Regions from separate parts of the Hordeum vulgare genome. Here region 2 is linked to region 1. Evidence: chromatin contacts called from public Hi-C data. All regions are on one chromosome and are shown on one strand. The core of a region is the stretch at or near the end of the contact, and the rest is flanking DNA. Distances in the headings are between cores, read along the strand shown. Region 1 has its middle 29 kb from the start of LOC123442902. Region 2 holds the start of LOC123442903 (ATP-dependent 6-phosphofructokinase 6-like).

Evidence for each region. A called contact is a pair of places that touch in the nucleus more often than the background predicts.
Region 2: a Hi-C map of leaf shows a contact between it and region 1, with 3 times the contacts expected there. The contact joins the promoter of LOC123442903 here to the enhancer-like site in region 1. A contact is called at or near these places in 3 of 6 Hi-C or Micro-C datasets (leaf and seedling) and 1 of 1 datasets of contacts at active chromatin or transcription factors (embryo).

The regions. Positions count from the first base shown.
Region 1 is chr3H:45,905,892-45,912,552 of MorexV3_pseudomolecules_assembly, forward strand. No RefSeq gene overlaps it. Among protein-coding and RNA genes, the nearest start is that of LOC123442902, 29 kb to the left of the region's middle. Within about 2 kb of position 3,395, at least 2 of the 3 cell types and tissues checked have open chromatin away from gene starts, as enhancers often do. A contact at or near this core is called in leaf, where this site is marked.
Region 2 is chr3H:46,131,190-46,137,850 of MorexV3_pseudomolecules_assembly, forward strand. LOC123442903 (ATP-dependent 6-phosphofructokinase 6-like) reads left to right here and starts at 4,180. Exons shown (of 11, transcript XM_045119083.1): 1 at 4,180-4,681; 2 at 5,090-5,136; 3 at 5,236-5,275; 4 at 5,362-5,562; 5 at 5,979-6,191; 6 at 6,276-6,344; 7 at 6,436-6,565. The coding sequence starts at 4,466.

The DNA of each region.
Region 1 (6,661 bases), core at 2,145-4,644:
ATGAAGTGACATAACATTAAACAAAGCAAGAGAGGGTTGGGTATGGTATCATGATATCATATTATATTAAATGTTATGCTACTATCTGTCATGCATGATAATAAATGAACTATCATATGATACAAATATATGATATTATGCATTACGAATATAATATTATATGTATGATACTAGCATATAGCGTGGACGTGGAGTATCTGCTCCCGAGCTCATTTGAGCTCGGGTGAACAGTAAAATCGAAAAATGTTCAAAAAATTCTGAATTTTTTTTAGACCAACTTTTGCAAAAGTTCTAAGTGCATGCAAAAAATTGGCATGAACTAACATTTCTACAAGGCGTGACAAAATAAACAAAATGGATACTCTGAAAATACGCATTTTCAGAGTGTCGATTTTCTTTATTTTTCCACGTCTTGTAGAAATGTTAGTTCATATCAAATTTTTGCATGCACTTAGAACTTTTGTCAAAGTTGGTCTGAACATTTTTTGAATTTTTTTCGATTTTACTGTTCATCCGAGCTCAAATGAGCTCGGGAGCAGAAAGGCACTTTCGATATAGCGTATGATACTTTATACTATCATGATCCAGACATAGTTTGTCTGACTGCAATTAATATGTGCATGTAACTTTCATGTACTGCTTCATCCATTGGTACACCATGGCCGAACTTTATACATAGATCAAACCTTTAACCAATGGATATATGGAGATGACATGGGACAGGGATGGAGAGGTACGAAATAATGAAATCATGCAACCTAACAAGTTGATGTTTGCTCCTATCATTTGGCATATATATTATGATACATCCCCTCTAATTACATGTGTGCCCTATGGGCTTCTGTTGGAGACCCAGGTACGCCAATGAACGGGCAAGCTCGACTTCGCCACCAATTAACTAGCATTCCTTTTGTGCTTCTATATAGAAGGAGCATTTGAATCTTGCCTTCTTGATTCCATCGGTATGTGTCGCCTTCATGAGCAAGGAGGAAGCAAGTGGACACCAAGTTTCTGGAGGCGATCAATACTGGTCAAAAAATTATTCTCCTCCCGGACAAGGAGAACTTTGAGAAGATTTATATGAATTTTCTAATATTCTCCGATGGTCAACTATGGAAATTGTCACCCCAATTTCACTCATATTTGTTGAACGCTTGATGTTGGAGATGGCAATCCATCAAATTAGAGAACAATAAAACGGACAGATTGTTTGTGGAGCCGAAACATCTTCGCACATGTGCCTAGCAGTTTTGCTTGCTTGTTAAGAAACAGTGCCACATGTGTAGGAAACCAAACGAGTCCTGGAAACTGTTTAATTTTTCTATAAGGATGTTCAGGAATAGTTGGCCATCGGCCAACGCCAGCCCATCCCTGCATAATGAGGAAAGAAAACAAAATTTAAGAAGGAGGATCACCCCAACTCTGCATCAATACGATGCACACAACTATATATTATTAAAAAATACAAAATTCAGCAACCAAACAACATCGATTCAGAAATAAAACGGAAAAAATCTAAGACCGCAGACTTGCTACAGTACTCCATCAGCTCTCCACTAACTCTATGTTAGAATACACATGAGAAACGCAAAATACACAACTCCTAGGCTACGCCTTCAACAAGGAATCGATGCACCGATGATGGCGAGTCCACCTAATATTGAATTCCGGATTCTCATCTTCAAAGCCAAGCTTCAATCCACCACCTTCAGCAAGGACACGACGCAAACGCACGTTGACATAGCCTGACCGAAGATGTTGTGTTTCCACCGGAGTGCATAAACTCGTCGTTGAAGCAATCCGCACCATCCGCCCTTATCCTGCCACTGACGCCTCAATAGCCGGACACCTCTCGAGAAGACAACGAAAGACAAAGATGTCCCATACCACCTCCCTCCCGCTACTGTCACGCCACCTTCGATCCAGTAGCAACAGGCTAAACATGACACCTTTGTCAGAGCCACCATGCAGCACCTGGCTGTAGCAGGCATGACTTGACGTCTCCGCATAAGACACCATGCGTAGCATCCGTCGGCGGCTTCACCTGCCAACAACAGGCACTGCCCGACAACTCTGAAAGAGGCGTTTTTGTCACCTGCCAAGCCGCATCGAACCCGGTCTGTTGGTGAAGGGAACGTCCCATACCACCACCAGCCTTAGAAAGGTTGGTGCCACCTGGAGATCCAGATCCGAGTCGCCCACACGACCCCGAAATTCGTCTTCATCGATGAAGAGGGGCCGCCACCATAATTCTGGGCACTACAGGGAGCACCCACCGTCGCGCCCGCCATTGTTCTCGCTCATACAACGGCAACTGCCATTCCACCCCCACCCCCATTGTCACCGCCCATACAACCACAACTGTCGTCGTGATCCCGCATCAAGTGTCGTCGACACGCCGGAGGAAGCTTCGGCCACCACACATGTCCTCTGACGTCCTCGGGAGCGGGATCCCAAGATCTGTCATCACCGACGCGGCCGCAAGGACCCATCACCTGGCCGGTCATCCCCGGCGGAGGAGACGCCGCCACTGCCATGTTCGGATTCGTGCCGGACGCTGCCGCCGCTACTGCCAAGATCGGATCCAGATAGGACGCCGCTGCGGCGATCAACCACACCTCACCTCCATCCTTTGACCGTCTCCAGCCGCACCACCACAAGCGCCTCTGCTGGGAGCCGTCGCGCCGCCATGGATCGAGGAAGAGGCCATAACCCCGCGGATCTAGTGCCCTCGCCGCCGCACTACCCGAAAAGGAGGAACAACCCTCCGCTGCCATTGTCGAACGCCCGGGCTCTGTCCGGCGATGTCCCCCGATGACGACGGAACGGAAGGAGTAGGGGAAGAGTCGGAGCGGCCGACGGCTAGGGATGCGCCTCTCGTGTCGCTCCGAGAGGACCTTTCGTCAAATTTGACTCGGAGAAAACAAATGAACTGCGTGATCCACATTCTTCAAATTTATTTGAGCGGAGGCAATGCACAAGCACACAGAGAATGTGAAAGGATCTCGGTACAGTTCTACTCCAGTGCTGCGGTATTACGTCAACGGCAACCATCATCCCGCTCTCTCGCAAGTCACGACCAAACATCTGATCAGGCAGACTAGCAAGCCGTGCACAAGAATATCCCAGGGAATCACGCGGATCCTCCCGTCACCGTCACCGTCACCGTCACCAAAACTTGCAGGCATCCAATCCTGCTCATACCGATCAGCTTATCACAAAACCGGGTGAGAGGTTTATAGGCTATCAAGGCACGGGTCCCCTTGCTTTTGACTCGAATCCCCTAGGCATAATAGCATACATTCGAGAAAATGCGAGAAGAATATGAGCGGCTCAGGAAGCCCAGACGGATCGCACGTCCACTTGGCACATGCTCACATCACATGGACGAGACGAGACTAAGAAAAGGAGTGGTCGGCAGTGGATTCTTTTTTGTTTGCTGGTGTCTTGCATCCATGTACTTTCTCCACAGGGCCGGCCGAGTAAATAGCGAAAAAACGTTGCAGAGGCCGGTCTGTAGGTAGCTCGAAATCCACAACGCGAAATCAGCATTAGGACATCCGTATTGCATTTTCCAGCGTGGCATGAAAGACAGTATGTCGCCGTATTTCATGGTAGGTGTTGACACACGAACGCCTCACGTGTACCCTCGACGCCGGGGTGATGCACCGCAGCTCACTTCGAAGGAGATCCGACCGACAGCGCGATGCGCAAGACAGTCGACGGATGTTTTTAAAGACCCGAAACCCCACACGCCCGGGAGGGACCCCGTCAGGGAGTGCGGCGGCTATGGGCTGCCCTAGGTCGATTCGCTCGCCCATAGGGCCTCGGGATTCGCAGCTCTCGAATTCGAGGAACAACGAAGAACGGGAGATGAAAACGATGGAAGGATAAAACGTAGATAAAAAAGTAATATATTGATGTTTCGATTGTGTGTTGTTCAATTGGCCGTCACCCGCAACATATATAAGAGGCGGCTGGACTTCCCGTACAAGCAAAGGATTCATCTAGGCTTTCCTTACAAGAAAACTACAGCAAATCACGTCCTAGAGTCCTACTTCTAGCCTAACTCGGATTCATCCCAAATCTGACCCAATCTTCTGTCTTATTTCTTGCGTAGGCTGTGAAATCCGCCTATGACCTTTGATTGAGACGACTTATATATCAAAATCGACCGTATTGACTATACGAACAACTCTCATGTTGACCACTTTTCCAAATAAGGTCATCTTGAATACTCCACAAAGTCATCTTCAACTTTGAATCGACATCGGTCATATAGCGGACTAGACCGTTCGAGTGTTGTAGCATCTCTTCAGGCCGTGTACTACCTCATATGATAATGATCTTAAAAGCAAAGTTGACCATTTCGACGTTACAAACAACTGTCATGTTGAACACTTTTCCATCCGAGGCCATCTAGATGACCATACGGGCCAATCTCTACCTTCTGGTTGAGTCACTCGGAGTCGGAACCCCTTTTAGTCGGTCGAGTGATTTTCACTCGGACAACAATTTTCACTCTGAATCCATGACTCCTTGGCCGAAATTGCACTCGTATTTGGAAAATTTTCATTCGGTTATCAAGCCTTGACTCGGATAGTTATACTGTCACTCGGAATTCATGTATCTCACCCAAGTTCCACTCGTGTTTAGAAACTTTTCACTCGGATGGCAAATTCCACTCGGATGACAAACTCCACTCGATGACAAACTTTCCACTCGGATGGCAAATTCCACTCAGATGGCGAACTCCACTTGGATGGCAAACTTTTCATTCGGATCCGTGAGTGAAACTTCAGCCTGATCTTGTTTTGTCCCTTCAGGTCGCACACGAACCCGGATTGAGACAAAATATATATCAAAATCAACTGGCTCGACGAGGCGAACACAATTCCTGTTTGAACAATTTTCCATATGAGGCTGTCTTGTTGGCTTAACAGGCTGAACAACACTCTGAATATGAAATCTCAGCACTTCGAACACAGTTTCGGCCTTCAATATCAGATTGGACAGTGCTACTTCTCGAGCTTGCGTTGGTTTTTCCCTTGAAGAGGAAAGGGTGATGCAGCAAAGTAGCGATAAGTATTTTCCTCAGTTTGAGAACCAAGGTATCAATCCAGTTGGAGTATCAAGATGAGGCACCAATGAACCTACACAAAAACAAACAAACTTGCACCCAACTCGATAAAGGGGTTGTCAATCCCTTCACGATTACTTGCAAGGTGATATCTGATAGTGATGAAAGGTAAAAAGATAAAGGTGCAGCAAAATATTTTGGGTATGTAGATCTGAATATATGATGTGTAAAATAGACCCGGGGGCCATAGTGTTCACTAGAGGCTTCTCTCATGATAGCAAGTATTACGGTGGGTGAATGAATTACTGTCGAGCAATTGATAGAATCGCGCAAAGTCATGACGATATCTAAGGCAATGATCATACATATAGGCATCACGTCCGAGACAAGTAGACCGATACTGTGTGCATCTACTACTATTACTCCACAAATCGACCGCTATCCAGCATGCATCTAGTGTATTAAGTTCATAACAAACGGAGTAACGCCTTAAGCAAGATGGCATGATGTAGAGGGATAAATTCATGCAATATGATATAAACCCCATCTTTTTACCCTTGATGGCAACAACACGATGCGTGCCTCGCTACCCCTTCTGTCACAGGTGAAGACACCGCACGGTATGAACCCAAAACCAAGCACTTCTCCCATTGCAAGCATTATAGATCAAGTTGGTCAAACGAAACCCATAACTCGAAGAGAATTACAAGGATACGAAATCATGCATATAAGAAATCAGAGGAGACTCAAATAATATTCATAGGTAATCTGATCATAAATCCACAATTCATCGGATCTCGACAAACACACCGCAAAAGAAAGTTACGTCGGATAGATCTCCATGAAGATCATGGAGAACTTTGTATTGAAGATCCAAGAGAGAGAAGAAGCCATCTAGCTACTAGCTATGGACCCGAAGGTCTGTGGTGAACTACTCACGCATCATTTGAGAGGCAATGGTGTTGATGAAGAAGCCCTCCGTGTCCGAATCCCCCTCCGACAGGGCACCAGAACGGTCCCCAGATGGGATCTTGCGGAGACAGAAGCTTGCGGCGGCGAAAAAGTATTTTCATGGCTCTCTCTGGTGGTTTCGGGATTTTTGGGAATTTATAGGCGAAAGAGGTAGGGCAAAGGAGGCAAGGGGGGCCCACGAGCCTGCTAGGCGCCCCCTAGGGCGCGCCTAGGGGGCTCGTGACCTCCCCCGAGACCTCCTGCCTTGGTTCTCAAGTCCTGTGCGTATCTTCTGTTATGGAAAAAATCATCCCGCAGGTTTTATTCCGTTTGGACTCCGTTTAATATATTTTTTTCTGAAAAAGGTCAAAAACACGAAAAAAAACAGAAACTCACACTAGCGCTGAGTTAATAGGTTAGTCCCAAAAATGATATAAAATGGCATATAAATGCATATAAACCATCCCAAGTTGATAATATAATAGCATGAAACAATAAAAAATTATAGATATGTTGGAGACGTATCAAGCATCCCCAAGCTTAACTCCTGCTCGTCCTCGAGTAGGGAAGTGATAAAGACCGATTTTTTGATGTGGAATGCTACCTAACATATTTATTCTATGTAACTTC
Region 2 (6,661 bases), core at 2,930-5,429, 230 kb after region 1:
CTTATTAGGCATCAAGATCTGTACATATAGATTAAGACGCTCGATAGGACTTTCACAAAGCATATAGCTTGATAAGATTTTGAAGAAGTTCAGAATGGATCAGTCCAAGAAGGGGGTCTTGCCTGTCCTGCAAGGTGTGAAGTTGAGTAAGCCTCAATGCCCAGCGTTAACAGAGGATAGAGAAAAGATGAGTGCCATCCCCTATGCTTCATCCATAGGCTCAATAATGTATGTGATGTTGTGCACAAGACCAGATGTCAGCCTTGCCATAAGTATGACCGGAAGGTTTCAAAGTGATCCAGGAATGGAACACCAACATCGGTCAAGAATATCCTTAAGTACGTGAAAGGACTAAGGAAATATTTCTCGTTTATGGAGGTGATAAAGGGCTCATCGTAAAGGGTTACGTCGATGAAAGCTTTGACATTGATTCGGATGACTCTAAGTCCCAATCTGGATACGTATTTATTCTAAATGGTGGAGCGGTAAGATGGTGTCGTTTCAAGCAAAGCGTGGTAGCTAATTCTACATGTGAAGTGGAGTCCATAGCTGCTTTGGAAGCAGCGAAGGAAGGTGTCTGCATGAAGCAGTTCATGACGCATCTTGGAGTTGTGCCCAATGCACTGGATCCAATGACCTTGTTTTGTGACAACACTAGTGACATTTCTCTAGCCAAGGAACAAAGGTTTCACAAAAGGAACATACACATAAAGCGACGCTTCAATTCCATCCACGATTACATCAAGGAGGAGGACATAAACATTTGAAAGTACATATAGATATGAATGTTGCAGATCCATTGACTAAACCTCTTCCACGGTCAAAACATGATGAGCACTAGAGCTCTACGGGTGTTAGATTAATTACCTTGTAATACTAAAATATTGACTCTAATGCAAGTGGGAGACTGTTGGAAATATGCCCTAGAGGCAATAATAAAGTGGTTATTATTATATTTCCTTATTCATGGTAATTGTTTATTATCCAAGCTATAATTGTATTGATTGGAAACTCAACTACATGTCTGGATACATAGACAACGAAGTGTCCCTAGTAAGCCTCTACTGTACTAGCGCGTTTATCAAATATGACTAAGGTTTCCTAGCCATAGACATGAGTTGTCATTTGATAACGGGATAACATCATTAGGAGAATGATGTGATGGACAAGACCCAAACCGTAAGCATGGCGTTTGATCGTATCCAGTTTACTCCTATTGCTTTCTGCATGTCAATGTATATGTTCCTATGACCATGAGATAATGAAGCTCACTCACACCGGAGGAATAACTTATGTGTATCAAACGTCACAACGTAACTGGGTGATTATAAAGATGATCTACACGTATCTTCGAGGGTGTCTGTTGAGTTGGCATGGATCAAGACTGGGATTTGTCACTCCGTGTGACGGAGAGGTATCCTGGGGCCCATTTGGTAATACAATATCACAATAAGATTGCAAGCAATGTGACTAAGGAGTTAGTCACGGGATCTTGTATTACGAAACGAGTAAAGAGACTTGCCGATAACGAGATTGAATTAGGTATGGAGATACCGACGATCGAATCTCGGGCAAGTAATATACTGATGGACAAACGAAACTGCATACGGGATTAGCTGAATCCATGACATCTTTGGTTCGACCGACATAGATCTTTGTAGAATTTGTAGGAACCAATATGGGCATCCAGGTCCCGCTATTGGTTATTGACCGTACAGGTGTCTTGGTCATGTCTCCATAGTTCTCAAACTCGCAGGGTGTGCACACTTAACGCTCGGTGATGATATAGATATAGTTGAGTTATTGTGTTGGTGACCGAAGGTTGTTCGGAGTCCTGGATGAGATCCTGGACATGACGAGGGGCTTCAGAATGGTCCAGAGGTAAAGATTGATATATAGGAATTTCCGTTTTGGTCACCAAAAAAATTCGGGCATCATCGGTAATATATCGGGAAGTGCCGAAAGGGTTCCGGGGTTCATCAGAAGGGGTCCACCACCCTCGAAGGGGCCACATGGGCTGAGTTGGGTGCACACCAGCCCCTAGTGGACTGGGCGCCCCTCCCCACCTAGGCCCATGCGGCTAAGGGTTGGTGGAGGGTTGGCCCAAGGGTGGCGCCACCTTTCTTGGTGGCCAAGCCCCACGCCTTGGGGAAACCCTAGGGCGCAGCCCTCCTCCCTCCCTCCTATATATACAAGAGGAGAGGGAGGGCAGCCACACCTGAATAAGCCACAGTGCTGCCCTCCTCTCTCTCTTGTAGTATTTCTTACTGCCACCATGTTGTTGTGCTGCCAGAGAACTCGGTTACTACTTCATCTACGCTCGTTGGATCGAGGTGGTGAAGACGTCATCGGGTTGTACGTGTGCTAAATGCGGAGGTGTCGTCCGTTCGACACTTGATCGAGACGTTCGTGATCGGATCACGGGACAAATCGTGATTGGATCGCGAAGACGTTTGACTACAACAACCGCGTTTCTCAATGCTTCCGTTTAGCGATCTACAAGGGTATGTAGACGCACTCTCCCTCTTGTAGATGTTGATCTCCATAGATTGATCTTGGTGAGCGCAGATTTTTTTTTGTTTCCCATGCGACGTTTCCCAACATCAGCTACCATCTTTTTTTGGTTGAGACTCATTGCCTTCTCCACATATGTTGTAGTGTTGCGCCTGCCCTTACTCTTTCTCTCGACATCCTTGTACTCCTACCTAATCTCCCTGTATCATCCTCATCAGTACCATTGTCCTCAATTCCATCACTTTGCTTTGAATTATCTTTACCACTTGCACGTACTTCATCATACCAATACATTTGATTTTAATAATCTTCATCGCCTCTAGGTACTTAATCATCTCAATAACTTTGTTGTGTGGTTTCATTATCAATAATATCCTCAACAAAAATGTCCACTACACCTCCATCTCTTACATACAAGAGCATAGACTTCATAGAATTTCCTGAAACCAATGCCATCAATTCATCACACAATTTTTTCCAGGGCATAAGCAATACACCATCATGATTGCTTCTCTCTCAGCAACACAATCATGCACTTTCAGATTTGCAATCAGACATACTAAGCTCAAACCGCGAAGCTCTACATGAGAAAATTTCTCTCCGCCCCCAAAGTATTCCAAATACTCACACACAGGACACGGTTGAAATGAAACCACACAATCAAGAGATCTAGTGGGGATACATTCAATCTAAAGTGGAGACAAAAAAAATTGTTACTACTCTAACTGAAAGTAAAATCTAAACAATCAAATTTTTAATAACGTACCATAAAATTGGTTTAAATGGTACGCAATTGATGGAAATCACTTGCTCTTCTTCACCAACGGACTTCCACCTTACTTATGAGCTCTCCACCACCACCAATCACCGGCGACACAAAATATACCTTAAATATTATGGTTTTCGAGGAGGATTGGGGACAGCTGATGCGAGTGAATAAGGATGGGAAGAGCAGGGTAGAAGAACTTGCTAAGCGCTAAAGTGGTAAGGCGCGTCACCACCATTCGTGGGTATGTGGCGACGAAATATGTCGATGTCGTCGGGAAGGAGGGTTGCTTTGGTGGGGTGGATCGGGGTGGGGCTCAGGGGACAAGCAGCGGCAATGCAACGACGTTGGTCGCCGCTTACCGGCGATGGTCGAAGTCAATTGCGGCAGGCATGGTAGCAGTGAGGACATGTCTCTGAGGAAGAGTAGGGGTAGCGAGTGAGACACAAAAGGGCGATCCAACTTTTTATAGTCCTCCAAACCTTATGCTAAGTTGGCATATGCCTAGTCGACATTCACTGCTGCCAAAAAAACGCTTGATCAATGGAAAACCGAGATCAGGGTTGAGTTTTGAATCTTATGGTAATTTGAGGTTGTATTTCAACTGATTTCAATGGTCAAAATCATAAATTAAATTGATTTGTTAGTTGAGGGATGGAATATGAACTTTTCTCTGAAAACTAAACTCAATTCAAGCAAAGTGGGCGATGTTTTTTCACTCAAATAAATACCAGGACGACCTAAAAAGAGAAATGCACCCTACACGCCGCATCAGTGCCCCGTGATAGAGGACATCCAATCGGACACTGACAAGACGACCCCCGGCGACATTTCTTCTCGCGCAAGGCCAGCACGAAATGGCACGCCCGTAAATAGGCCGAAACCCGGATGCCCCTCGCGGGAACCCCGCGAAGTTTCCCACCTCCCATCCCCTCTTCTCCCCTCGTGCGGCCGTCAAACCCCGTCGCCGCCGTCAAACCCAGCCTGCTAACGGCGGCGCGGACGGCGCTAATCCGAATATATAATCCCCCGCCCCCGCGGCTCTCCTCCCCACACACCAAGAGCAAGAGCGAGAGGATCACTCCCAGAATCACCGGCTAAGCTTAAGCTCCCTCGTGATCTCAAAACCACCTCTTTTTCCCCCCACTTTCCACCTCGTGCTCACCGACGGGGTCCCTCCCTGCCATGGAGGCCGTCGGCGTCGCCCCCGCCCCCGCGGCGGTGGCGGTGGCGGAGCAGAAGATGAAGCTTCTCGAGCCGAGGAAGGAGCCCCTCGCCTCCGCCGCCGCCGCCGCCAAGGCGCCGTGCAAGTGGGCGATGAAGAAGAAGCTCGTGGGCGGCGACGCCGGCTACGTGCTCGAGGACGTGCCCCACCTCACCGACTACATGCCCGAGCTCCCGGTGCGTGCCTGAGCCCCCGTGCTCCTCCTGCCGTCCCCCGCTTCTCGATCGGCCGCCTCAGTCCGGTTGATTTCCCGTCGCGGCCTCGCGGGGATCATCAGCTCGGAGCTGCCCAAGTTCTTCTGCTTTCCCGGGGCCCCTTTTTGGCGCCCTTCCGTGGATTCTCGCATCTTTTTGTCACGCATTTTTTTTTTGCCGATTCTAGTTTGGATTCGAGCAGAAACTGATCGACATGCAGCTCAGCTGCTCCAGTAATTTTGGAGCACGGGGAAATCAGTCGACCGATCGATCGATCCCCGGAAGAAACTGAAATTTCAGTTTCTGTGTGCGATTTGTCTGCAGATTACAGTTACAGAATCCTTGAATTGAATCGATTGCTCACCTACTGTTACCGTTGATGATCTGCAGACGTACCCGAATCCACTCCAGGACAACCCTGCCTACTCGGTCGTCAAGTAAGAATTCCCCTCCTCTCTTTGCCCTGCGCAGCTCAGTTTCCCGAAGCTGACCGCCTGACCTTTCTTCCTGCTCCAACCACGTGTTGTCCATCCCAGGCAGTACTTCGTCAACACGGACGACACCGTCACGCAAAAGGTGAGAAATTTTCCGTGAATTATATGCTTTTGGGCGAGCAGAATACGAGGTAATCTGCTGAGGCTGACTTTGTGGATGGATTGCAGATTGTTGTTCGCAAGACCAGTGCGAGAGGCACACACTTCCGGCGCGCCGGGCCGCGGCAGAGGGTCTACTTCCAGCCCGATGAGGTGAACGCCGCCATCGTCACCTGCGGCGGCCTCTGCCCCGGGCTCAACACGGTCATCCGCGAGCTCGTCTGCGGGCTGTACGACATGTACGGTGTCACCAGCGTCGTTGGCATAGAGGTGAGGACTTCTGGAGTTGCTGCTCTTGTTTGTTTTGCATGTGTAAATTACAATGCTCCGGCTAGTATTTTAGGATTAGCATAGTGCTTTGTTATGATGCTAACGATGCTCGGCTGGTTAATTACAGTGGCTGATTTTGACTTCTTAGAAATGTGTGATTTAGAACATACTGCCTGAGAATACAATATTGATGGTGACACCAATAACATTTTTAGCTGTCACCTAGTAACAATGATGCTGCAATGTTGATAAGCCTGAAACTGCTTACAAATGTGTACTTTGGAACAAACTGCCTGAGAATACAATACTGATGGTGACATTAATAAGCATTTTTTGCTTGCACTTCACGACATGGTGTTGTCATTTGTCAAGTCTGTTTTTGTTTTTAACACAACTCTGGATGTGCAATACTGCAGGGTGGATACAAGGGCTTCTACTCTCGAAACACCGTTACATTGACACCCAAGTCAGTGAATGACATCCACAAGAGAGGGGGGACCATTCTTGGAACTTCAAGGGGAGGACATGACACTGCCAAAATTGTGGATAGTCTTCAGGACCGTGGCATTAACCAGGTCTACATTATTGGAGGTGATGGTACCCAGCAAGGCGCTTCCGTAATATATGAGGTAACAACGATTGCTACTGCAGGAAGGCCCCAATCAGATGCACAATGCCATGTCTCATATACAAGTGTTTAAACTTAATTTCAGGAAGTACGTAGACGGGGCCTCAAATGTGCAGTGGTTGGTGTCCCAAAGACCATAGATAATGATATCGCGGTACTTGCCCTCTTTCCATCGCTCCTGCATTTGTGTCAAGACTGATTGTTCTCCACATCTGGTTGTGATTTTGATGTTGAATTGTCCACAGGTGATTGACAAATCTTTTGGATTTGACACTGCTGTCGAGGAGGCTCAAAGAGCTATCAACGCTGCTCATGTTGAAGCTGAAAGTGCAGAGAATGGCATTGGTGTTGTGAAGTTAATGGGCCGCAACAGCGGTATGTCTCTTCCCTTGTTACAAACTTGCAGTCACATCTTCAAGCAACACCTACTCCTGCATATTCTTAAGGAAAGTGGTTTTAAGTAAATAATAA